Regions from separate parts of the Macaca fascicularis genome. Here region 1 is linked to region 2. A link is a contact called in public Hi-C data. All regions are on one chromosome and are shown on one strand. Each heading gives the region's core, a stretch centred on a gene start, on an enhancer-like site or on the middle of the called end of the contact. The rest is flanking DNA. Distances are from core to core; before and after follow the strand shown. Region 1 has its middle 130 kb from the start of BCAS1. Region 2 overlaps ZNF217 (zinc finger protein 217).

The links. A called contact is a pair of places that touch in the nucleus more often than the background predicts.
Region 1: a Hi-C map of liver shows a contact between it and region 2, with 3 times the contacts expected there. The contact joins two enhancer-like sites. A contact is called at or near these places in 2 of 2 Hi-C or Micro-C datasets (liver and skeletal muscle).

Annotation. Positions count from the first base shown.
Region 1 is chr10:110,002,684-110,007,443 of T2T-MFA8v1.1, reverse strand. No RefSeq gene overlaps it. Among named protein-coding and RNA genes, the nearest start is that of BCAS1, 130 kb to the left of the region's middle. Within about 2 kb of position 2,718, at least 2 of the 6 cell types and tissues checked have an H3K27ac peak or open chromatin away from gene starts, as enhancers often do. A contact at or near this core is called in liver, where this site is marked.
Region 2 is chr10:109,650,539-109,655,155 of T2T-MFA8v1.1, reverse strand. ZNF217 (zinc finger protein 217) reads left to right here. Exons shown (of 5, transcript XM_005569374.4): 2 at 1-773; 3 at 3,795-3,911. Among named protein-coding and RNA genes, the nearest start is that of ZNF217, 30 kb to the left of the region's middle. Within about 2 kb of position 3,310, at least 1 of the 6 cell types and tissues checked has an H3K27ac peak or open chromatin away from gene starts, as enhancers often do. A contact at or near this core is called in liver, where this site is marked.

The sequences.
Region 1 (4,760 bases), core at 1,469-3,968, 350 kb before region 2:
CACCCAGCCTTTGGGACATGCTTAAACTTTGCCCCAGTTTCTCCTCATCCTCATAAGCAGTTGACTGGCTGGCTTATCTAGACAAAAGAAAGGAGGGAGGAGAGAAAGCAAAGAAAATGTTCATTCTCCCTGCTGTTCACCCCATTCTGAAGTAAGGCAGAATTTCTGGAGAGGGGGCTCGGGTCCAACCTTGGCTGTCCTTGGTCGTATGGTTGCATCTACTTATAATGGTGGCCAAGTCACCATGGCAGTAGGTGATGTGGCTGCCCTGCCCCATCATCTTCAGCCACCCAAGTTTACCTGCAGCACTGACAGCTTCCCACCCCAAAACTCCTCGTTCTTTGCTTTTCCTCTTGGTGGCTTTCTCCAGGGGCTGTAGGAGCTTGTTTAGCCCACCTGCATGGCATTTTGAAAATACCTGAAATTTTATGCCCTGAAGGACAACTCTCAATCAATGAAAGATGGGAGAGGGCAGGTAAATATCTCAGCTGCCCCATCTCTCAGTGGGACAATGTTGAGGGGTCGTCTTCATGTTCTCTCAAGGGTCCTCAGCAAGACCAAGCCACTCGTCACCCACAGCAGTAACATACTCATGAGCACGCGCCCCTCCCCCCCACCATTTGTGCTTCCTGGGATCACTTCCCAAATAAACTACTTGCACCCAAGTTTTTGTCTTAGGGTCTGTGTCTTACGTTAAAAACTTCTGGCCGGGCGCGGTGGCTCAAGCCTGTAATCCCAGCACTTTGGGAGGCCGAGAGGGGCGGATCACAAGGTCAGGAGATGGAGACCATCCTGGCTAACACGGTGAAACCCCGTCTCTACTGAAAAAAAATACAAAACACTAGCCGGGCGAGGTGGCGGGCGCCTGTAGTCCCAGCTACTGCGGAGGCTGAGGCAGGAGAATGGCGTAAACCCGGGAGGCGGAGCTTGCAGTGAGCTGAGATCCGGCCACTGCACTCCAGCCTGGGCGACAGAGCCAGACTCAGTCTCAAAAAAAAAAAAAAAAAAAAAAAGGATCACCTGAAGTCAGGAGTTCTAGACCAGCCTGGCCAACATGGTAAAACCCTATCTCTACTAAAAATACAAAAGTTAGCTGGGCGTGGCCGGGCGCGGTGGCTCATGCCTGTAATCCCAGCACTTCGGGAGGCCCAGGTGGACAGATCACCTGAGGTCAGGAGTTTGAGACCAGCCTGACCAACATGGAGAAACCCCATCTCTACTAAAAATACAAAATTAGGCGGACGTGGTAGCACATGCCTGTAATCCCAGCTACTAGGGAGGCTGCGGCAGGAGAATCGCTTGAACCGGGGAGGGGAGGTTGCGGTGAGCCGAGATGGCACCATTGCACTCCAGCCTGGGCAACAAGAGCGAAACTCCGTCTCAAAAAAAAAAAAAAAAATTAGCCAGGCGTGGTGGCAGGCGCCTGTAATCTCAGCTACTTGGAGGGCTGAGGCAGGAGAATTGCTTGAACCTGGGAGGCAGAGGTTGCAGTGAGCCGAGACTGCGCTATCACACTACAGCCTGGGGGACAAGAGCGAGACTTCGTTTCAAAAACAAAAAAAAAAATCTGTGTCTTAGGGTTTTCTCGGGAACATCTATCCCATGACAAGGAGCTGAATAGAAGGACATTAATATGGGCGCTAGTTTTAAAGGTGCTGGAAGAGTTGAAAAGACAAGCATATTGAAAAGACACCCAGAGATTAGACATAGAAATAGGCTACAAACAGAACTGCCTCTAGAGACAGATAGCCAAAGGGAAGAGGTGATGCACTGGAGCCAGGGAACCCGGGCACCCTGTGGGAAGTAGAACCCCATGTGGATGGGGGTGAGGCTGCTTGAGGGTAGCTGGAACCAGATGGAAGCTTCTGCAAGCAGTACCTTTATTGTTGTTTGGAGGGAGGAGGCAGGAAAAATATGTGTCAGTGCTGCGCATTGGCTGAACCTAACCAGAAGCCAGTTGGTAAAGGAACCTGGGAAATGCAGTTTGAAGAGAAACTTGGAAAAATGATCTAAGAGTAAACAGACAAATACCTAGCACAGTTGGTGGCTTTAAGAGGAGGAAAAAGGGAAGGGAAGGAAAGGGGAGGGGAGGGGGAAGGGGCAACCTTGATTCGGGTCCCACCCCCTTCCCTGGCTCTAAATAAATGAACATGTATGCTACGGTCATGCTGACATCTTTGTCTCCTCTTTATCTTCAGAAGAGAGCAGTAGCTATGAACACAGGCTCTGGGTCCAAACGGCCTTGGTTGGAATCCCAGTGATGCTACTTGCTAGCCACATTGCTTTGAGCAAGTTCCTTAATTTTTTCGAGCTTCACTTTCACATCCAAAAAGTGGAGACACTAGCAGAATCCACCTCACTGAGTTGCTGTGGGCATTTAATGATGTATTCCATGCAAAGCACAACATTAGTGTCTAATAAATGTTCATGCTCATGGAGACATACTGTTCTTTGAGTTATCAATCAGCTTTTTCAAGTTCCTGCTAAAACTTCCTTCTCCTCTTTATCACTCACACCTCCAACTTCAATGTCAAGAATCTACCCCTTGTCTCTACTTCACTGTCTTTAAAAAAATAAATCAATCAATCTTTCTATTTTCATAGAGGTTCTGTGAGAACTGAGGAGAAACAGCCTTTCTCCTCCCCTCTGGGCTCGTAACACTCTCTCCGCATCGCCTGCCCCCTCCCTATCTTTGCTGGCCAGTTGTTCACAAGTAGCTTAACAGTTTTGAGAATACAAAAACAGGAAACTATGCCCCAGCCCTAAGACTAAAAAACTCATGTGCAAATCCTTCAGCGGACAGATTTCTTCAGCTTTCAAAAACTAAGGCCTTGAAAAATCAGGTCCCATGGCCAAGATCTCTGGATTTGCTTAATCATTTCCTTTGCAAATTTATAACCTCTTTAACCATGAAGAGAGATGGTGAGAAAGGGGGAGGCGGGAGTTGAAAATGTTTTAAGTCAACCACAAGACAGGACAGGAAACTCTGGGTGGGGGGGCGGGGGTTGCATTTCTCTTTAATCCCTCTGTGGCAGAGAGGCCTAAGATAGCAGCTCTGGAAAACTGTTTATTGTCCCAGAAATGACCGTTCTGGGATATTGTTTTGCTGTTGATATTGACCCAGAGAAAAATGTGGCAGCCTTCTTCATTCAGTGGCTTACTAGAGAATAGAAGAGCAGGGAGGGCTCTGAGACACCCCGGTCTGACCCTCTGCTTGACTCATGCAACAGACATTTATTGAGTGGCTGCCCTGCCCTCCAATGGATAGATAGGACTGAGACGGCCTCCCAAAGAGGTACAATTAACTTCCTTGCTTTTTCAATGCCATTTGAAAAGTTAAAGAATCTACTGGGGGCTGTCTACTAGAAGAATCTAAAATAGGTGATCCAAAGCTGTTTTATTATTAAAATTCCTGAAAGACAAAAAGACGTTTTTTGGTTTTTTGTTTTTTTGTGGTTCTTAGCCCTTCCTTCTCGCTTTCTGAGTTTTTCTTGGCTAATCAGAGTCATGTCCTTTTTTTAACCTTTAAGGTAAGTTCCCGTCTTTAGCAGTGGTTTTTATTTGAAGCCAGGGCCCAACCCACTTATGTTGATCCAGCGAATGAAATGGAATGGAACAGAATGGAATAGAAAAGAACACAGTAGAAATCTCATGGTGCATCACGGGTAATATGGGCAACATTTATTAGTGGAAGATTTGTTTTGATTGCTAATGTATGTGTATAGATTCAAAATGTATTTCTTGTTATGATTTGTCATAAGAAAAGTGTAAAAGCCTCTGATCTTTAATATAGTTCGGCGGCTAAAAGTGTGGGATCTAGAGTCTACTAGCATGAGTTTGAATGTCAGCCTGTCCCTCTGACTGGCTGTTTGATGGACAGGCTGATTATCCTCTCTGGACTCACTTACTTAAGGGAAATACAACACAATAGAGACATAAAATGAATATTGGATATCACAGTGTCTGAATTTCTGGGGTCATTTATCTTCAGAAAATGCCATCCTGCCCCCTGTGTCTTTCCTTTGGCCCAGCATTCTGCCGATTGTCTAGGGTCTACTCACCTTAGGTGAAGCTACTTCCTCTAGCTTAACCTCTCTCGATTTGATCTCCCTTCATTCCCTCTACCTCTACCTGCTGTCTCTAACATCATCTGTGGAAAACCAAAGCCATTTAATATGTAAAATTTATCTTGGGAAAATGGCTACATAATTGCAGACTGTCTTACCTACTAAGTACAAATATAAAAGCTAGACAAAAACCTTGAAGGCATCCTAAAAGAGAGATAAAGCGCTCCACTTCAATTGAAAGCAACAATAAGACTGACAGTTGACTTTTCAGCAGAGCTAATGAAAGTCTTAGGACAAACTCCTTAAAAAAAAAAAAGATAAGATGGAAAAGAAAAAGAAAAGAAGAAAGAAAAAAAAAAAGGGGTTGAAAAAACCCCTGGCAACCTATAGTTCTACACCTAGTAAGAAATAGCTATCAAAATTAAAGATAACTATGTTTTCAGATAAACAAAAACTAAGTTACTATATTACCAGCAGATCCTTACTAAAAGAAATACTAAAAGATACCCTTTAAGAAAAAAATAAAATGATCTCAGATGGAAGAATAAAAATGTAGGAAAGAATTAAAAGCAACAGAAGGATAAATGTGTCGGTAAATCTAAACGAATACCAACTATGTTAAAAGATCATAATAATGTCTTCTGGGATTTAAAATATATATAGAAGGCCAGGTGTGGTGGCTCACACCTGTAA
Region 2 (4,617 bases), core at 2,061-4,560:
CAACGAGGTCGTCCAGGTGCACGCGGCTGAGAGCATCCCCTCTCCTTACAAAATCTGCATGGTTTGTGGCTTCCTATTTACAAATAAAGAAAATCTAATAGAGCACAGCAAGGTGCACACCAAAAAAACTGCTCCCGGTACCAGCAGCACGCAGACAGACTCTCCACAAGAAGGAATGCCGTCCTCCAGGGAAGACTTCCTGCGGTGGTTCAACTTGAGACCAAAATCTCACACTGACACGGGGAAGAAGCTTGTCAAATGCATACCTCAGCTCGATCCGTTCACCACCTTCCAGGCTTGGCAGCTGGCTACCAAAGGAAAAGTTGCCATTTGCCAAGAAGAAGTGAAGGAATCGGGACAAGAAGGGAGCACCGACAACGATGATTCGAGTTCCGAGAAGGAGCTTGGAGAAAATAAGGGCAGTTGTACAGGCCTCTCGCAAGAGAAAGAGAAGTGCAGACACTCCAACGGTGACGCGCCCTCCGTGGACGCGGATCCCAAGTTACCCACCAGCAGCAAGGAGAAGCCCACGCACTGCTCCGAGTGCGGCAAAGCTTTCAGAACCTACCACCAGCTGGTCTTGCACTCGAGGGTCCACAAGAAGGACCGGAGGGCTGGCGCGGAGTCGCCCACCATGTCTGTGGACGGGAGGCAGCCGGGGACATGCTCTCCTGACCTCGCCACCCCTCTGGATGAAAATGGAGCCGTGGATCGAGGGGAAGGTGGTTCTGAAGACGGATCTGAGGATGGGCTTCCCGAAGGAATCCATCTGGGTAAGCTGCCCTGTCTCCCTCCCGTGCTATTCCGCCTGTGTCTGTCTGTCTGTCTGTCTCCCCCTCTCTTCCCATCTCTAGACAACGCTGGCCAGGAATGGAATTTGGAGAGCCAGAGTCAAATCCAGGCTCTTTTTGGTATCACTCTGTGTAAGCCATTTAACTTCTCGGGGCCTTAATTTTCTCATTTCTGTAATAACAGGGTTGAGTTAAAAGGTCTCCTTGTTCTGAAAATCTTGTGTGTTTTTTTTTTTAAACGTTGAACGTTTTGCTCACAAAACATGGTGTTTTTTTTTTTTTTTTTTTTAAATAACTTGTGCATCCAGTCCAAATGCACTGCTTCTTAACTGGGATGATTTGCTCCCAGTCAGTATCTGGCAATGTCTGGAGGCATTTTGGTTGTTATACTGTGTGTGGGGGTGTGTGCATGCACGTGTGCTTGTGTGCCTACTGGCACCCAGTGGGCAGAGGCCAGGGACACTGCTCAGTATGGTACAATGCACAGGACAGCCCCATCATCAAAGAATTATCTGGTCCCAAGTATCAATAGTTTCATCATTGAGAGACCCTAGCCTTCACGTAAGGTTTTCTGGTGTTCCTGATCTTATCTGTAGTGAATTTCCAGTGGTCATAAGAGGTACTGGGAGTGATGATCAACTAGAGCCAGGAATATTACTTGGGCAGCCATTTGGTGCTGTCCGAAACCCTATCCATTCTGTCTGGCAAGCTGGTATCCATTAATAGGTACTTCAAGAACCCAAATGATTTGTCATAAAATACAAGGAATGTGGGCACACCAAGACATTTTTAAGAAAGCTCATTTGCTCAGCAAAATTTTCAGTGTACTAACAGCATTTATAGAAACAGAAGGCGATCACTGAAGGCATGCTCACATATTCCTGAACCTTGGTGGGCGTTATCTAGGGCAGAGGATTCCACCTGTGTTTGGAGTTGTGCCCATCCTCATTGTAGCCAGAGCTTCTCCTATCAGAGTTTAATATTTTGTTTGAATAGAGGATCCTGCTGCTTAAAACAGTTGGAAAAGACCCCTGATGGGCAGGCCATAATTGACAAGTGAATGATGAGAACATGAATTGGTCTTGGGGAAGCCTTTATTAAAGTGGTCCTCGGTTCAAACAAGTTCCTCCTCCTCTCAGTGTAACTTGGCTGTGTGTGTGAATTCTTTGGAGAACTGTGTATATGAGACCCACGGTGAATTTGCCCACACAGTTGATCAGACTCGTCCTTCACCTGCTCTTCAGGCAGTGCCAGTTCCTTTTCTGATCATGTGATTGACATGAGAACTGTAGTCTGTATATCACATCTTTAGAATGTTTTTGAGTTTCCTGGGACACAGGAAACCTAGCACTTAGCATACTACAAATCTGATGTCTTACTGGCATCATAAAAAGAGGCTTTAAACACAGACTCCAGTTAGCGAAGTGGTTTCTGCTAGTGCCGGTACTGTTGAAGGGGCCTTGTGAGATGCCCCAGTGCCCTGAAAGAAATGAAAAGACTGGTTACTGGTGGGTGGTGTGGAAAACATGGGCTAGATCATCAGGCAGGACCGAATGCCTGGCTGTGGGTGGAAGCACCACAGCTTGGCACTGAGTTCTCGTTCTACCACTGCATTGTTTTGTGACTAATTATGAGTTGCTTAACCTTTCTTTGCCACTGTTTCCCTGTTTGCAAAATGGTTCATTGACCCTTGTCTTCCACCTCCCAAGGACAATTTGAACAGCCTATTTGTAAAAAGATCACAGTCCTTTAAAAAATATAACTGTAAAGTCAGAGGTGATGCTTGAAAGAGCAGGAATCAGGTAGATGTGGAAATGTCACGTCCTTTGTTCTAAAGAAAAGGCATTTCATAGCTTTTTGGATATGACGCAACATACCATAAATCCTGACACATAGTTGGGAGTCGGAAATTGCAAGAACACCCAGTTATAAACCCAGCTAGTTTGGGTATGCTTGTAAGAAAAAAAAGCTGGCCATTCTGTTTTTGGGGAATTGATTTTCCTAAACTTATATTATCTTAGTAGTCTAGATTTATCATATTGTACTATCAACCTGGCTTTTTTTAAGATTTAAGAAGATCAGGTAAATTTTTTTAAGTCTTTCTTTAGACTATAGATCAAGGGTGTGTCTGTCTTACAGGTGGATAGTCATATGATCTACAGTAAGGGGACATTTATTTAAAAGTTAAACATTCATGTGTGTTGGGGGTGGTATTTTAACGGCGGCACCTCTCAGTCTTTTGGAGGGCCGGTGTGTGTCTGAAGTTCTGTCCTCCTTCGAGTGGACTTCACTGATGCACGTGAGACACATTGTCCTATTGTCCTGCAAAGACTGAAGCCAAACACTGTGTCATTTAGGCACAGGTTTTCATTCGTCAGATCTGTTTCGCCCACATGAGTGTTTGTGGACAATACAGCCTGCTTTCCAAAACTTTGCTAAATTTTGACAAACTTTCCTAGGTGCTTGCCCGATGCCAAACTTTCTTTTCTGTTGAAGATTAAGTTGTGCTTGCTGCCCTCTAGTGGTCACTTGTTTAATCTTACCCTTAAACGGCTTATTTTTCCCATGGTGGTTGGTGGTTTGTAATTGGCTCATTTTTCTCAATGATTCTGAAGAAGATCATTTTTCCCCCCAGTATGTGTGTCCACCTTCAGTTTGCCAGATCCTGCCTGCTCACAGAGATACTGAGAACCGGAAGCTGTCCGGGCAGTTCGGTCTATTAAATGATCTTTTTTGTGATTAAGGCAAACAAAGAACTGAATCTTTAATAGTGTACTCTGCTGTACCCAGAAAAAAAAAAACAAAACCACGTTACAACACTCTGAAACTTCAGACAACCTCAAAACAGCATTTGGTGTGTGTCTAGCCTTTTCTAACCCGATATTATATTAAAGAATTTTTTCGTGCTTTCCAAAAATGTTTGTCAAGAACATTTAAGTCAGCATGCCTTATTCCCGTACTTCAGCTACCTTTTTATATAAATGTTTCTGTTTTTCCTTTAAGATAAAAATGATGATGGAGGAAAAATAAAGCATCTTACATCTTCAAGAGAGTGTAGTTATTGTGGAAAGTTTTTCCGTTCAAATTATTACCTCAATATTCATCTCAGAACGCATACAGGTAAAGAACTTTTATATTTTTAACCATGCTTTAGTTAAAAATGATGTAGTTATCTCTCTGATTTTTTGGTGGTGGTGTTCAGATACTCTGCCAGATCCTTGGACTAGCTTAAGGATAAATATGTAGCGTGTTGATTACAGCGGTTATTACTATTTTTTTAGTGCCATTGTAATTTGAGCCTGATGCAATCAGTCAAGTTTTTTGTCTTTTGAGATGGAGTCTTGCTCTGTCACCTAGGCTGGAGTGCAGTGGTGCAATCTCGGCTCACTGCAGCCTCCGCCTCCCTGGTTCAAGCAATACTTCTGCCTCAGTCTCCCCAGTAGCTGGGATTACAGGCGCCTGGCACCACACCCGGCTAATTTCTGTATTTTTAGTAGAGATGGGGTTTCACCATGCTGGCCAGGCTGGTTTCGAACTCCTGACCTCAAGTGATCCACCCACTGGGATTACAGGCGTGAGCCACCGTGCCTGGACAAAGTTCATTTGTTTAGTTTATGACTGCTATATCCTGACTCTCATCTTATTAAAACTACAATATTTTAAAATGCTGCATCTTACGTCTTTATGATTGAGAATGAAATGAGAATCTATTTAGTAGTCTTGAGATTGTGAAAGGAGCTGTGACATCATGGTGTAGGAGGCTGCGTAGATTTGAAATTTCATCTCTTCCACTTACTATCTGTGCACCCTTGGGCAAGTTATTTAA